Regions from separate parts of the Mus musculus genome. Here region 1 is linked to region 2. The links are chromatin contacts, called in public Hi-C maps. All regions are on one chromosome and are shown on one strand. The core of a region is the stretch at or near the end of the contact, and the rest is flanking DNA. Distances in the headings are between cores, read along the strand shown.

Region 1 (2,950 bases), core at 267-2,766, 630 kb before region 2:
TTTAGTCATTTGAATTCTAATAGAATACTCATGTATTCTTTATACAAATCTACGTGACCTCTTATGACTCTGTGCATTAATAGTATTGATTAGGTTTGGTTTTATTTTGTTCCCTCTTTTAGCCTGAATGTGACTGTTCTAAACCAAATTCAAAGAACTTGAGACTAAGGAAAATCTACATAGTTCATTCTCAGATTCCTAGGAGAGGTTTGAATTTATCTTACTAATACCAGGTATTGCTCCTGCTATGAGGAGCAGACAGATCACATCATTAGCTGTCTACTCAATATCATCACTCGAGTGGAATTTAAAGGTAGATATGGTACAAAATTTGGATGATTCATTTTCCTACATGAAAGGGAGTGAGGCATGCCATAGTGATACATACATGTAATTTTACCACCTGGCAAACTGAAGTAGAAGAATCACAGGTTTTGTGCCAACATGGCAACACAGCAAGACCCTGTCTAAAAGGAGAGAAAAATTTCTCAAGCCTGTAAAGTCTCAAATGGTATTCAATTCATATAGCTCAATAAAAGCAATTTTTCAGTCCACTTATCTTTTTCATGGACACTTTCAAGATATTTGGTTCCAAATAGTTCATCATTCCAAAGCATTCAATTAATATCTAGGTTTTGTCCTGGGTCTCCAGAATAGCAGTATTAAGGACAATAAAATATATAATGTCTTTGAAATCTTTTTTCTTCTTTATTTTTTAATCCTACTATGCTATTTTAACAGTTTGTCAATCAATCAGTGTAGTACAAGATATGTAAAGAAACAAATACCTTAGTGTGTATGTACAGTAGTGATAACACCTTAGGGAAAGTGGAAAGAAAATATCTTAATGTTTCAGTAAGATATTAGATATATTTTACTTTGAAATGCATAAAGTTTGAAAAATTAAAGAGAATACCATTTGGAAACCACCCTGAAACTACAATGTATCCTGATGGTCATTATAAAGTCATATTGCTTCCCTTTGAAGGAAGGTTAGTAATGGATTTTATATAAATATCCATAAGGTTAATTTCAGCTTTAAATATTAATCTATTCATTTACACCAAAGCAAAATAGAAATTTTATGTGCATTATATAAGCCCTTCCCAAAGAAACAGCATTTTCAAAATTTGTTTTACTTATATGACAAAGATTTGGCAGGAATGGAACTTAATAAAATCACTTTGTTGCATTTTAATCCTAGAAATTCTGGCCTGTTCAGAGAATTAAAGTTTTTCTAAAGAAATGAAGCTGCCCTGTAAGTCAAAAAAATTAGCTTTCTCCAGTGTTTATAAGCTAAAAACCCCAAGGAACAGTTCAGTCTATGAAAGACAGCAGGTCAGAGAAAAAAAAAAAAAACCAAAAACAAAACAGGACAGTCTACACATAATCACTGACTAAGTTGTTTTGATCCAAACCTTTATTTTTGGAAAACAACCTCCTACACAAGATGCGTAAAATAACAACCACCAGTGAGGAAACAAAAAAGCTGTTAACATCAGCCTAGAAAAGACACAGAGTGAAGGAACAGCTGAAGAGAATTTGCCACGAAGCAAAGCAAACAACTATAGAGCAATGGTCTTCTCATGACTGAAGAGACCTTACAGACCACAAACCTAGTAGAGGATTCATTTCTGTATGTGAGCTTTGATTCACAGGAGCAACATTGTCTAGGGACCTTTGAAGACAGCATTTTTAGAGATGGAATCAACAGAGGCATTTTGGATGGACTTCTAAACTAGCAATAAAAATAAGCATGTAAAACAAGTTACCACAACAAGAATAGTGCTCTAATGATCCTCTCTGTAAGTATAGAGCAAAACAAACAAAAATCTTAAATCTTAAAGATTATTATAAATGATATGGCCACCTAAAATATGTGTGGAACTAAGTTTTTCATAATTTTTAAATGCGTTATTGCATCTTGTATCTTGGGGATCCATCCAATAATCAGCCTCCAAATGCTGACACCATTGCACACACTATCAAGATTTTGCTGAAAGGACCCAGATATAGCTGTCTCTTGAGAGGCTATGCCAGGGCCTAGCAAACACAGAAGTGGAAGCTCACAGTCAGCTATTGGATGGATCACAGGGCCCCCAACAGAGGAGCTAGAGAAAGTACCCAAGGTGCTAAAGGGGTCTGCAACCCTATAGGTGGAACAACAATATGAACTAACCAGTACCCCCTGGAGCTTGTGTCTCTAGCTGCATATGTATCAGACGATGACCTAGTCGGCCATCAGTGGAAGGAGAGGCCCATTGGTCTTGCAAACTTTACATGCCTCAGTACAGGGGAACGCCAGGGCAAAGAAGTGGGAGTGGGGGGTTGAGGGGAGTGGGAGGGCAGGTTTGGAGGATTTTTGGAGTAGCATTGGAAATGTAAATGAAGAAAATACCTAATCAAAAATAATAAAAAAATAATAATGAAACAAAGCAAGCATAAAACTAAAAAAAAATAAATAAAATAAATGTGTTATTGTGTTCCAAATGAACATAAGACACAGTGGACACAGCTAGGAACTACAGACAAAATCACTGCCCTCTGATATATTAGGCACTCGAAGGGTACTAAACTAGGAAACATTAATCCTTATGTTAACTCAACTGTAAAGCCCATCTTGGAGGAACATAAGATACCCTCACAGTAATATTGGCCCCGCAAGTTAGAAGGACTGTTTTGGGGTCATCAATTATCATTAAAAAATATCTGATGGTGTAAGAAAAATGGGTGGCTGATTATGAGATGGATCCCGGGTGCAGCAGTCTCTAGATGGTCTATCTTTTCATCTCAGCTCCAAACTTTGTCTCTGTAACTCCTTCCATGAGTGGTTTTTTTTCCCCAATTCTAAGAAGGGGCAAAGTGTCCACACTTTGGTCTTCATTCTTCTTGAGTTTCATGTGTTTTGCAAATTTTATCTTGTATCTTGGGTATTCTAAGTTTCTGGGCT
Region 2 (3,070 bases), core at 379-2,878:
AATAACAGCAGTGAAATGAACCAACCTAAAATTAATGAACAGATTGGTGTAACAGAACACCAAATACACAAGAGGCTCAGAAAAAATAATGTTATTTGAAAAGTTGATGCATTTTTTTAATCTTTTTAAACAATAAACTGATGTAGAAAAGACAAAGAAACCTTTAGAAGGGACAAGTGATTTTCACATACCTGGAAAACTCTTCTGAAAAAAGTTATTTTAAAAAATAATGAAGTTTAAATTTACCTTAAGTGCTGTTGCAACATGAAAACAATCTGAAAAATTGATGTCTAAATTTGGCTAAGTCCAATTTGGTTATCTTAGGCCCTTCATCTCTCACCGTAGGAAGCAGAAAATGAAATCATGCATGCTAAATCAATCTCCCTAATTGCCTTGGTCACCACTGCCTGCCATTTGGACAGGAGTCTTGCTAAATAGCATCCAAAAGCCAAATAAGATATGACATTGAGCATAATCCAGCTTTGTGACTTCACCCAGGTCAGTGTGACTTGAAGGACAAGAGTTTATTTGGTCAACTCTGAAGGTGCAGAAAGTGCCAGAGAATATGGAAATGTTCGCAGACTTCACAAATGTCAAAGTCAGAGGTGATGCTGGAAACCCTTAGTTCATAACTTTCTTCCCAAGACGAGAAAATTCCAGCTTGAGCGCCTAAGTGATGCGCCTGAACCTAAAGATTTCACACGTGGACTGCAATTCTGGTCATCCTCAGAATGAATGAATGTATATAAATATAATATACATATATATGATAGGTAGGTAGACTGGTAGACACAGATGATGGATGGATGGACAGATGGACAGATGGATGAATGGATGCATGATTGGTTGGATCACTAGTATATGTAAATATCTATACACAATATGTTATAATAACATCTGTGCCTATCTCCCCATTTTCTGTCACTCCCCCCCGACACACACACACACACACACACACAGAATGCCCATTATTTGAAATTCTTTGGCCATGTAATTTAAATACATGGTTGTGATGCACATCAGTAAAATTTGATTCAACTAAATCATACAAGGATGAAATTACCCCCATATTTTGAGTTCACTTTGTGAACTTCCCTGTGCCCTGCTTTCTGTCTCCATCTAGGCTTTAATCATGGGTGCATCTCTTTGTGGAGTTCTGCTGGAAAAGGATTGTGGGAAGTTTCTTGCCAAGCCTCCGCAGGCCACGTACAGAGCAACACTGCCATCTGCTGTTAAGTAGTTTCAAAACAACCGAGGAAACCGCCAAATACTGCGGGGGTGCCTTTGTTCTTCAAATCGGAAGACAAACTGCAATTAATTAGCACTTATTAAAATTCATTTTAGCCCGTTCATTAACTTTTAAGGGAATTACAAGGTACAAGGCGTTATTGAATGTCTATATGAGGTGTCCTCTCCTGGAGAAAGAACAGCGTTATTACCAAAAAAGATTCTAGGTCTGGGCTCCCCGAGCTAAGTTAGTGGGTTGTTTATACACAACTCTGGATGTACCCTTTAGGTACTAGAAACCGTACGCTCAAACCTTGCCTGTAACCTGGATGTACTGATAGTCTGCAAAGTGTGTGGCCTCGGCCTCTCCCAAAAATGACATTCTGACCAAGCCTCGTGACTTCAGGAATCTGAGATGGTGTTTAGCAATAAACGTCTTCTCGGAGGACAGCCCTTGAGCATTGGTGAGCTACATCCCCGCAGGATTTCACCTTCCGCACTTAGAAATACATGTGGAAACTTCCTCGAGGGTTTCATCTGCATGATGCCTCAAGATATTTTTAAAGCACAACTGCAGTCGGGCTTTCCCCCTACCTACCTACATACATACATAAGGAATTCTATTTTTGTGCATCCACAGAGAGAATTTTATTTCCCCTTCTACCGGGAAGTAAGATATTCAAAGATCTGGACATAAAAGAGTAAGCCGTTAGAGGTGGACAGTTAAGAAATAGGAAAAGTGGGTTTCCGTCGCTTTCGATTTTTGAGTTTGAATTTTGCAGTTTCAGAAGTTATACAACAGCGCCACCTAGGGCCCTTTGTGGACTAGCAGGTTGGCTTTTACCAATGTTTGCCCCTTAGATGAGCCAGTTTTTCTCATACAGAGAAGCAGCATGGTACAATATGTGATTTTACTTTAGCGTTCTCTGGTTTGGTTCATTTTTTTTTAAGATGCAAGAGTTTAACAACAGTATGTTGGCATTTTTCTTTATATAGAGAAACTAGGAAAGGAAAAAGATAACAAAGGAGCCAAGGGGACTAAAACAGGAAATGGGGGAGGGAAAGCCAGCCAGAACAGAGCCGAAAGACGAAGTGTCAAATATCACCATGATACATGCTTTGCATTATGAAGTTGTCACAATGAAGCTTGTTTTTTACAATTACAGCATGCTAATAAAAAATGTGTCTTAGCATTGTGCCAGAGTAACAATGACCACCACAATACTCTTTTAGTGGCCGAAAGCTGCTAACTCGCTTTCTGAATGGCTTGGAAAAATTGCTGTGTGTCCGGGGATGAGTCCAAATCGCCTCCCTGAGCCTGGTGTGAAATGAGTGGATTGATCCATGACGCTTTACCATCCAATAAAATTTAGTAACAAGTTCCTCTATTTCTATTTCAACCTAGAGAATTAAAATGAGGCAAAATTTTAAAACCTCGCGTCCTTTCGAATTCTCTACAATGGCTACCAAACTGGAGTGAAGCAGAAGTTAGAAGCAGAGGTTTCCTCGCACAGCACTGACAGAGACAATACTTACACTTCCTACCAAAGTGAATCTACATGGTCAGAGCAAAATCATCTAAGGACAGATGTAGTCAGGGTGGACCAAGGAAACAGTAGAGGAGAAAGGGGAGTTAGGGAGAGAAAATGAAGATGAGTTCCAATTATAGACTTCCTCCTCCTCCTCCTCCTCCTCCTCCTCCTCCTCCTCCTGCTCCTCCTGCTCCTGCATGGCTACGAGCTCATGAGACACTTGTGTTTTAATTCCAGTCTTCAAAGCAACTCATCTGCAAAATGAGGAGTCAAGCGGCTGCATCCATAGTTGGTACCGCAAACAAGGGAGG

The links. A called contact is a pair of places that touch in the nucleus more often than the background predicts.
Region 1: a contact with region 2 is called in a Hi-C map of uterus, with 2.8 times the contacts expected there. The contact joins two enhancer-like sites. A contact is called at or near these places in 2 of 484 Hi-C or Micro-C datasets (liver and uterus) and 2 of 115 datasets of contacts at active chromatin or transcription factors (astrocytes and fibro-adipogenic progenitors).

The regions. Positions count from the first base shown.
Region 1 is chr3:70,737,422-70,740,371 of GRCm38.p6, reverse strand. No RefSeq gene overlaps it. Among named protein-coding and RNA genes, the nearest start is that of Gm6634, 68 kb to the left of the region's middle. Within about 2 kb of position 1,516, at least 1 of the 459 cell types and tissues checked has an H3K27ac peak or open chromatin away from gene starts, as enhancers often do. A contact at or near this core is called in uterus, where this site is marked.
Region 2 is chr3:70,103,064-70,106,133 of GRCm38.p6, reverse strand. No RefSeq gene overlaps it. Among named protein-coding and RNA genes, the nearest start is that of Otol1, 97 kb to the right of the region's middle. Within about 2 kb of position 1,628, at least 86 of the 459 cell types and tissues checked have an H3K27ac peak or open chromatin away from gene starts, as enhancers often do. A contact at or near this core is called in uterus, where this site is marked.